3 separate regions of the Muntiacus reevesi genome follow, and regions 1 and 3 are each linked to region 2. The links are chromatin contacts, called in public Hi-C maps. All regions are on one chromosome and are shown on one strand. Each heading gives the region's core, a stretch centred on a gene start, on an enhancer-like site or on the middle of the called end of the contact. The rest is flanking DNA. Distances are from core to core; before and after follow the strand shown.

Region 1 (3,341 bases), core at 104-2,603, 150 kb before region 2:
AGATCAATGAAGATGATGTCTGCAAACAAATGTGACTGTACTTACTGCTACAAAACTATATACTTTAAAACAATTAGGGATTTCCCTGGTGGTCCAGTTGCTAAGACTCAATGCTCTCAACACAAAGGACCTTGGCTCAACTCCTGGTTGGGAAACTAGATCCCACATGCCAGGGCAGCCAAAAATAATTAATTAACTTTAAAAAGTAAATGTAAATTTTATGGTACGTGTATTTTGCCACAATAAAAAATAAATAAATAAATAATTGCTTGGCTGGAATGGCAAGTCTACCTTGTTGGCAAGGTCAGAAGGGTAGGGTCGGCTTTCTGGAGCTATGCAGAATATTTTCATTCTTTGGTCAAGTGTCAGGCTTCAAATACTGCTTCCTTACCCTCCAAAGCACTGTTTCCTTTTCTCTAAGTCTCTTGAGAAGTGGGGCGGGAAGTCTCTGCAACTCTTCTAACAGACTCCTTGAGGGCAGGGACTTTCTTGGTGCCCAGCAGAGTCTGGTATAAATTAGGCTCAATAAATATTTGTGAATTGAATGAGAACACTAAGAGAAAAGACTATTAATAATAATAGTAATAACAACAAGAGTAATAATAATAACCCACATGATCTCCATCAGCCAAATCCTGGCAATGCTGGCTGTAACACTTTTCCTCAATCCTCTACTGACCCGTTATCGAGGTTTGTAAAGCTAAGATCGCTTTCCCCAAGATTCTCGCATACAGGACAGGATGACGGAGAAGTTACACATATTCAAGGCAATCATCTTCTAAGACGGCCAACGAGAACCAAACGACAGGCCTCGCTGCTTAAGAAGAGGAAAGAATTGACTCCGCGATGAGAACTTGAGTCTGCCCATCTCTTAGGCGCCGACGGCAAGGACTGGGGGACCACGGGAGGCTGGGCCAAAGCCCAATGCTGCCCTTCTCCGGCTGGGGATGTGGAGGTTGGAATGGTTCCAGAGCGACCTCCCAGGAACGAGGCCGGCGCGAGGAGAGGCCCTCGGATGCTCCGGCCCGGTTGGTGACAGACCATCAGGGAGACTTCCCTCCCCGCCCAAGCCGGCACTGCCCAGGAGGCGCGGCCCATCCTCAGCGCACCTTTTGCCTCTCCTTCCTCTGGCTCTCGGTCTCCTCCAAGGGTGCCTCCAGCTCCATAATGTCCCCCCAGAGGAGTTTCCCAGGCATCATTCGCCTCCACCGCTTGCTGCCGCCTCCCCCTGGGCACGGTGGCCACAACCACCTACGGGCACCGACAGCGTGAAAGGAAGCGGGGGCTGGACGGCCTCCCGGCCAAGGCCGCACGTCACTTCCGGAACACGCATCGCACGGCGGGGGAAAATAATCCCGGATACTCCCAGTTTAAACTCCTTCCTTGCGACGCCGTCTCCCAGCCAATCAATGCGAGGAGTCTCGACTGACCCACCCTTATTCTGAAATGATTGGCTTCTAGAGTAAAACCCTGGCCAATCGCCATAAAGGATACGCAAACTGATTAGCATAAAATGTTCGGCATTTCTCCCCCCCCCCCCGCTTTCTCTCCCCCTCCCCCACTCGAAACAGCTCCTCGCAGCACAGCGGAGATGATTTGGAGCTTCCCAGCGTGCAGTGCAAGCTTTGAGGAGAACCCCAACAGCGGTGGAGCGTGGCTCACAGGCGCGACTGGCTGGAAGGAGGACCGGCCCGTGCGAGAGCTAAGCGAACGCCACGCGTCGCGTTGCTCTTCGCCGCCGGAAGCTGCCAGCCTCGGCCCCGCCCATTGCGGAGTGAGGCGTTAACGTCTAACGGCTACGCGCGAAGCCAGCCCCTAGCGTTGGTGGGAAGGGGCGTCATGGGGTCCCCGTAGGTGGGCTTGGAGTGAAGGCCAGGGCAGAACAACCTTCCCGCAAGGTTTTAGTTTTGAAGTTAATCCTTTGTTCATTTTAGGGCCTTCCCACCTTACCCATTTGACATTAGAGGAAACTAACCCCCTAAGGGGCTCCCTGGTGGTTCAGTGGGTGAAGAATCCGTCTGCAATGCGGGAGACCGGGATTCGATCCGTGGGTTGGGAAGGTCCCCTGGAGGAGGGCATAGCAACCCACTCCAGTATTTTTGCTTGGAGAATACTGATGGATAGAGGAGCCTGGCGGCTGCAGTCCATGTATCACAAAAAGTGGTACACGACCGAACGACTAAGCATACAACCCCCTAAGAGGGATTAATTTGGCTTAAGTCACACTATCAGTGGCACAGTGAGGACTAGAGAGCTTATCTCCTGAATCCCAGATCTTTGCTTTCTCTGCCACACCAATCTGAAAGCTTTGAGTTTACCAAAACGTTTTGGGAAAGATGTTCCCATGAAACAGAATGAATAATAGGGAAATCTGGAGAAATCTAGGAAAGAAACAAGCCTAAAATGTCTTCCACAGTTTATGTATTTGCAATGGATAAAAGGATTTTACTTATGGGGAGTAACTGACCGTGAGTTACAACCTTGAACAAAAGTGGAAACCTTTTGATAATACAAAGGGCTAACTCTTTGGCATATACCTTTCCTTACATCACTGGTGCTAGCTTGTTTTTTACTTTCTTATCATCTCTTCATGAGCATATCAACCTAGCTACTCTTGAATGGAGAAAAGACAAATTGAGATGTAGGTGGAGGGGCACTCAAACCTTTTGACACTGTCTAGAACACCAGCTTTTTAACATGAGTATCAAATTTGTCTTTGCAACATTTCAATTTGCTACATTTCGGGGAAGAGTTGGACAAGACTGAGCATCTGAACTGAACTGACACGTCCTAGAGTTTGATTATTCGTCCTGAATAGCTGAAACCCCAAAGATAAATCTGTGATTGCTACAGGTCTTCTGTATAATTATGGGTTGGCCTGAAATCAGGGGCTATATGTTTATCTAAAGTGACCTTATGGATTCAGTAATGTGAACTGAACAACCAGTGGGTTGTTCAGTTGATGGTGAAAAAATGCTTCTGTCTCCCTAAATTATAATAGCTATGCATCTCTGGTGCTTTTCTAAAAAAAACCTTTATGTCCCACTCTCACACCCACTCCCAGATCTACCACTGTTAAGTCTTTGTAGCCCTACAACAAGGTATGATGTGCATAGAAACACAGGAGTGGATGTGACTAAGAATGTCACATGTACAAAATTGGAATAACCCTAGGAATAGCTGTTACTCTGTTATGGTTGAAAATCAAATACAGATAAAGTAAGTCTTTAGCACCTCAACTATTATTGGCATTCATTGTTATGTTGGAGGTCATACAACAGGTCTGAAAAAGGACTAGACTGTTCAAGACTCCCTAAGCAAGAGACTAATAAGTATATTAG
Region 2 (3,686 bases), core at 716-3,215:
AGTTTGAATATGTAAATATTTGCTCCTTTCCTTTACATCTATTTATTCTTTTCCTTTGCTTCATAAATTCTTTAGAGTTGGTTTTTCCACTTTAAATCCAAATACCTGAAAACCAGTCTTGTAATTTTTCATAAAGTATGAATACACTTAATTTTAAATATAACTTATGAATACTGACACCGTAACATGCCAAATGAGGTAAACTAGGATGAATGAGTGGCTGCTAACCTCTAACATAACTAAACCAATTTAACGTTTAAAAGACTACATATAATTGTCCAAACTGCTGGGTAAAGCAGGTATTTCGCTAGCTGGCCCATGAATTTTTAAAAGACGCTTCACAGATAATCTTAAAAGATACATCATTTTGCAAAGTTATATTCACAATATTATGCATAGATTAATGCACACAGTTAAAACATATGCCCAATCCGGCATCTATATAGCACATGTGTTCAGAGGAAGCCTGACCTGGCTGAGATACCGCAGTGGCTGTAAACTGAGTAGCCCAAGGCGGATTCTTCTGTCCTCCAAACTGAGCCATGACAAAAGGGGAGGGGGGGCCTTCGCCTGTTTGTCTTCTACAGCAGCGATCTATCAAGAAAGGATTCACAATTTAAAGTTCAACCAAACTACAACCATCACAAAAGTCTTATTTTAAAGAAATGTTTGATTTGTCAAGGACATCTTCGTAGACCAACTATAAATAACAAGGGGCACGTGAATGTCCAATATGCAGCAAAAACATTTTACGTCAAATAGTTCACAAAAGTAGCCAATTTCAATACATGACATTAGAGGTCGACTTACAAGAAACGCACTTCCTTCGACTACAAACTCACATTTAAACAGAAGACCGTCTGACGTTTTCTACCCAATTCTTTTTTTTTTTTTTTTACCCAATTCTTAACAATAAAAAATAGACAGCTTTACATTCAACAGAAAAACAGCCTGCTTGTTTCTTTTGGCAATGGGCTGGGGGCTAAAAGTGGAAAAATCAATAACGGAAATTGGGACGAGACACCGAAGAAAGGTATTCAAGAATATCATTTAAATAACGAACATCTCCTTACTTTCCAGACTAGGGAAGAAACTGGGGATTCCTTTTCTCTCCCCTTCCGCGAGGGAAAAGACAGTTGAAACAACGGATGCCCCTTAAGGAACCAACGCGAAGACCCCTCCCCCCAAAACCCAGCCAGAAGAGGCGAAGATCTCAGCCCGCGCACTCACTCCCTTCCCCCCACACCTCGGAGGAGCCAGGGCTGTGCCATCCATCTTCCTCCAGCCCCAGCTCCTCGCGGGCCGCAGACCAGGGGAGGGGGAATCCTCCGTCCCGGAGACTAGGCGAAATGCAAAGAATGGGATACCGAAAGCTCCGGTACCCTTAAGTCCCCAGCGGTGCGGAGAGGCCTCCATTCACCAAAACCCGTGCCACCATGCAAGGCTCCGACGTCCCGGACCGAAGCCAGGAGGCTAAAGCCTCACCGGCTGGAGAGCGAGGAACAGCAGCCCGCAGCCCCTTCGAGCCTGCCAGGCAGAGGCTGAAGCCAAGGGTTGCCGGGGACACCGGAGGGGCCGCCGAAAAAAAAAAACCCGAGGCGGTGGGGGAGGGGCCGGCCGCGCCGGGCCTGCTCCGACCCGCACAAAAGGGACTGTGTCCCTCCCGTCCCAGTCCCACGAGAGCCCCACCGTCGCCGGCCTACCGACGCCGTGCTACCAAAACGGCCGCTCCCGGCGCTTCGGCGGATCCGATAGGACGTCAGGAACCCCGGCTCGGCCGCTCGCCGCTCCAGCCGCGAGAACCAAACCTTCACCTGAATCCGGTCCCGGTTAACACCGAAGCCATTTCAAACCCATCAGGCGTAAGCGCATGCGTCAACCCCCCTCTTCCTCCGCGCCTCTGCCCCCTCCCCAATCTCTCCGAGGAACGGCGCATACGGCCTTACGTTCTACGTGCGCGCTCCCGAGGTAGCCGTCAATGCGCTCACCCCTTTCACTACGCAGCTGGAATGGGAGCTTGCCTCAGACGGGTTACCTTGCCCCTTGTATAACAATGAGCCAAGAGTCTGTATCTCTGCGCAAGCTCAAAGGAAAAGGCTTCGCTGAGTGTGGGAAGGAAAGTTTCGGGAGTCATGTGATCCGTGAGCCCGCCGCCATTTTGTGGGGGGGGTTCCTTTTTTTTTTTTGGTAGTTCAGGTACGTGGGAGAATGACTATATCCAGTGACATCTTCCTAACTTTTTGAAAAAATTGAGGTGAAATTCACTTAACACATAATTCCATCGTTTAAGTATTTTGTTGTACAATTCAGAGGCTTTTAGCAACTACATAAAGCTGTGCAACCACCATGCCTCCAACCCTTGAAAAGAACTCTTACCCGTTACGCAGCCCCTCCTTAATCCCCGCGCCCTCCATTCCAGGCAACTACTAATCAGCTTTCTTTCTATGGATTAGCATGTCCTAGACACTTTCTATTAATAGAATCATACTGGGACTTGACTGGTGGTTCTGTGGGTAACATTCTGAGCTACCCATGCTGGGGTCCCGGGGTTCGATCCCAGGTGAGAGAACTAAAGCGTACACGCCAGAAGTAAGACCCAGCACAATCAAATAAATATTAAAAAAAAAAAAAAAAGAATTATACAACATACAGGATTTTTGTGTGATTACTGTATGGTGTCCAAGGTTCCTCGTGTAGCGTGCCTTAGTACTTCATTTTATACCTAAAACGATTACTTTAAATGAATAATACCATATTTTGTTTATCCATTTGTCAGTTGATTTTTGGGGTTGCCTCCACTTTGGGGCTACTATGAATAATGCTGCTGTGAACATTCACATACGAGTGTTTGTTTAAACTCCTGTTTTCAATTCTCTTAGATTATACCTAATAGTGCGATTCTGGGTTATCTGGTAAATTCTATGCTTGTTGAGGAATTGCGAACTTGTTTTCACAGTGACTACACGAGTTTACAGTCCCACGATTAACAACATTAAGTATCCATTCTATGAACATGAAATATCTTTCCAATTATTTAGGTCTTCTTTCAGCATGTATTACAGATATCACAGTTCAATTTCTCACACTTTCCCCCCTCTTTTTTAACTGCACTCTACAGCTAGATGGAGCTTAGTCCCCCAACCAGAGATCAACCAGCGGTGGAGGCTTAAGAGTCCTAACCACTGGACCACCAAGAAATTCCCTTGCATCTCCTTGAGTAAATATAAAGATTCTTCACATTATTGTAAATGACCAAGTAAGGAGTGTGGTTTCATACTAAGTACAGGGGTAAGTCACTAGAATGTTTTAAGTTGGGGAAGGTCATGAACCAAGATCTGTGTTTTGTTGTTTGTTTTCTGTTTTCTGGCCGCGTTGTGCAGCTTATGGGATCTGTTCCCCCACCAGGGATCAAACCCATGAACCCTGATGTGGAAGTATGGAACCCTAAAACTGGACTGTCAAGGAATTACCCGCAAGATCTGTTATTATAAGACAACTGTTTTAAAGGATTATTCAGGTTGTTGTCTAAAAGAGCATCAATAAAGATGAAGGAGGGCATTCTCTGGCAGTCCAATGGTTAATAATTAGTGCTTCACTGCCCAGGTTTCAATCCCTGGTCACTGGTCAGGGAACTAAGATGAAAGATGTAGAAACCGTTTCACTAAAGGAACAGTGGAGGAAGTGTC
Region 3 (3,265 bases), core at 501-3,000, 240 kb after region 2:
AGCACCCTGGGATCTTTAGTAGTGGCATGCAGGATCTAGTTCCCTGACCAGGGATTGAACCCAGACCTTCTGCATTTGGGAGATTGGAGTCTTAGTTGCTGGCCCACCAGGGAAGTTCTTGTAATTCTTAAAAAATCTTCATAACTTTGGAATAAGGAGGGCTCCTTAAGATACTATGGCATAAACTATAAAACTACAGGAAAATTAAGAATTTATATTTAGTCAAAGGTTGCCACAAGGAGAGAAAAATTAGCCCAAAGATATTGGCAACACACAACTGATGTCAAATTAGTATGTAGAACATTAAGTAACTTGCACAAGTCAATAAAAAGGTAAGTCAATAGTAAAACAGGCACCATTTCTTTGTAAAAATGAAATTCCAAATAGTAAACGCAGGTAGAGTTCTCAATGTCATCAGTAATGTGAGAAATAAAAAATAAACCTGCAATGCAATCTACCCACAAGACTGGCAAAAAAATGAAATACTTACAATTCTAGGCATTACAATGGACACAGCAATATAAAACAACACTGCTGATAGCAGTGTAAATTATGAGAAGTCTGGAAAACACTTTGGCATAAGCTGGTAAATTTAAAGAAAGGCATACTTGATTTTCAGTAAATCTATTCTTTTTACATGGCCAAGAGACTCCAGCATGTAGGAACCAGGATGTACGGACAAACTGGAAACACCCCAACCTGGAAACTCCTCGTGGACATGGATGATTTTGAACACCAGAAACAAGTAATGTTCGTAATGTTATTCCACTTGTGAAAAGTTTGTAAACAGGAAAAATAAACTACATTGATTAGGGGCACATACTTATGTGGTAGTAACATGCAGAAAAGTAAGAAAACGACTCTCAGAATTCAGCATCACATTTACTTATAGGGACATTGTGGCTAAAGGCGTCCCTCTACCCTCAAGATGACTCCTATCCTATGCTTGCTTGATCTGGTGCTCTTTATCCATCTGTTTATGATTCTTTAAACGTATATGTATGCTTTATACATTTTTATCTATGTAGGATTGTTTCACAAAAAATTAAAAACCAAAAGAAGTCAAGAAGCATGAGAATTGTACGCTGGCCAATGTGATGACGAGATAAACCTGTCTCCATTTCCACAAAACGCTCGTCTATTTCTAACTCGGCCACCATCTTAACTGCTCATCTAACTAGGTAACAGCTTACTTTCCGCAAATTGATATAACTTAAAGCCTAGTATCTGTCCATGAGGGATTTTTCCTCTCCGAAATGAGAAAACGCAGGTTTTATCTCTGCACCTCTTTCCTTTGATTACTGAGACTGTTCGTCCTTGCTTTTTATAAACCACTGGACTTACTGGTTAAAATTTGGGCTAAATAGTTTTAGTAGATTTCTGCCTAGTGTTAATTGCTTCAGATTTTCTAAATTCTTTTGGTCCCCTACGAGTTACTGAAGCAGGGACGCGCTCAGGTGTGTTAGATTAAACCTAGCTGGACCTTGCAGATGAATACGTTTGCACGTGGCTCGCTCGCCTCCCCTTGTAAATGGAACCCTAGTGCTCCGGCGAGGCCCCCAGATGAGAGCTCAGAGTCCGCCTTCTGTCTCCACAACCCAAGGTCTCCCTCATGCTCCTTCTCCTTCCGGTCCGGCTGGACGCGGAGAGGCTCAGCAAGGGCGGATTTCTCCGCGGCGGGCTGCGGGCTCTAGAGTCCCCCGCCCGACGCGGGCGCCGCAGGACCGCCCGGGCGTCCTCCCGCCGCCGGGAGCGCTGTGGGCCGCAGCGGGCCTGGTCGCAGACGCCGTGGCGGCCGCCGCGCGCCTGAAGGGAGCTGCTGGCGGGGCCCAGGGAGTCCCCGCCCGAGACTGTATTGCCACCGCCGCCATGGGTAAGGGGAGCGGGCCGCCCGGCCGTCCGTGCTGGGCTGAGGCCGCGGCCAGGGCAGGCGGACTGGCGGTGTGGGCATCGAGGCCTGCGAGTCGAGACGGGTCCGACCCGGGCTTGGGGCTGGGCGGGGGCAGCCGGGGACGCAGGGGCGCCCGGGGTCGCCATGGCAACGCGCGGCCTCCCCTTGTTCCCTCCCACCTCCGCCCCCGTTCGGGGGCCTAATGGCCAAGGTTTCGCGGTCCGACAGCTTACAGGGAGCCAGCACAGGGTCGGCCGGGGTGCCGCTCCAGGGTTGGGGGAACAGTCGGGGACGGGCGATGACTTTTCAGGTTTGGGGGTGGCGGAAGGAAGCGTCTCAGGTTTTGGCCTGGGTTCCGGACGCCGAGGGCGGGAGAGGGACAGCGATGCGGCGCAGGACCCCGGGTGAGCCCTCTGTGAGAGTGCTGGAGGTGTCCGGAGCCCTTGGGCCGTCTTGCTGTCTGGGAGGAAGGGAGGAAGGGAGGCAGGGAAGGGGTTCTAGGCCCAAGCAAGATGCTGGAACCCGCCATTGACCGAGTGTGGGGCAGCAACGCGGTCAGACGCATCCGCGAGCCCGGGCGGGGCGCGGCCCGGGTGTAAACGCTCCTCTCTTAGGAAGCTGCTGGCGACCACCAGGACCTACCTCCGATCATTTAGTTATAAAGGCGCCCTTTGTCTTGATTGTCTCATCGTACATTACATATTGTGATGGGCACTGTTAAAAAAAATGAGAATTGCTGCAGACTATGAAATATCGACTGGTTTCTTCTCCGAAAAAAGAGGGAGTCATGCCACGATGCAGTTTGGAAGAGATGATGTCTTGTGGGGAGAGTCTCCAAAAACTAGCTTGGCCATAGTATTTGTGACTGTTTGCATTTTTAAGTTGCTTAGGAGTCAGTGTCAGGCTTCACGCCTAGCTGTCTGTGATCAGAACTAGGATACTAGATCATTAGGAACCCTGGACTTTTTATCCAGTGAAGGAAAAACTGATATTTGGTTTACTTGCACTAGTAAATTTGTCAAGAGACTATGAGACAGTATACGAAAGTGCTTTATTTTTTTGCACGTCATTTTGTCATCTGTGTTTGCTGAAAATATTTCTGCCAGCACAACAGTAATGGGAGTATGGGGAGCATCTGAATTTATAAGAAAACCGAGGATGAAATTCGTGCGAAAGAAAATCTTTTGTGAATTGAAAATATAAGTTAAAATCAATTAAAAAATGCATCCATTAACTTGGTGTTTAACTGCATCAGCTGTGTGGAAGGTCAGGGAACTTTCACATGAAACTGGACCCTGCTTTTATTTCCTCTGGAAAAATAAAGGAGTCCCGGAATACAAAACTACAATTGCAATGAAAAAAGCAAGATAGAAC

What was found. A called contact is a pair of places that touch in the nucleus more often than the background predicts.
Region 1: a contact with region 2 is called in a Hi-C map of muscle, with 3 times the contacts expected there. The contact joins the promoter of DDX50 here to the promoter of CCAR1 in region 2. A contact is called at or near these places in 2 of 3 Hi-C or Micro-C datasets (blood and muscle).
Region 3: a Hi-C map of muscle shows a contact between it and region 2, with 4 times the contacts expected there. The contact joins the promoter of RUFY2 here to the promoter of CCAR1 in region 2. A contact is called at or near these places in 2 of 3 Hi-C or Micro-C datasets (blood and muscle).

What each region holds. Positions count from the first base shown.
Region 1 is chr2:104,435,261-104,438,601 of mMunRee1.1, reverse strand. It overlaps DDX50 (DExD-box helicase 50), which reads right to left and starts at 1,353. Exons shown (of 14, transcript XM_065922473.1): 1 at 1,110-1,353. The coding sequence starts at 1,199.
Region 2 is chr2:104,290,209-104,293,894 of mMunRee1.1, reverse strand. CCAR1 (cell division cycle and apoptosis regulator 1) reads right to left here and starts at 1,965. Exons shown (of 25, transcript XM_065922470.1): 1 at 1,947-1,965; 2 at 472-594. The coding sequence starts at 544.
Region 3 is chr2:104,052,856-104,056,120 of mMunRee1.1, reverse strand. It overlaps RUFY2 (RUN and FYVE domain containing 2), which reads left to right and starts at 1,750. Exons shown (of 18, transcript XM_065922453.1): 1 at 1,750-1,873. The coding sequence starts at 1,870.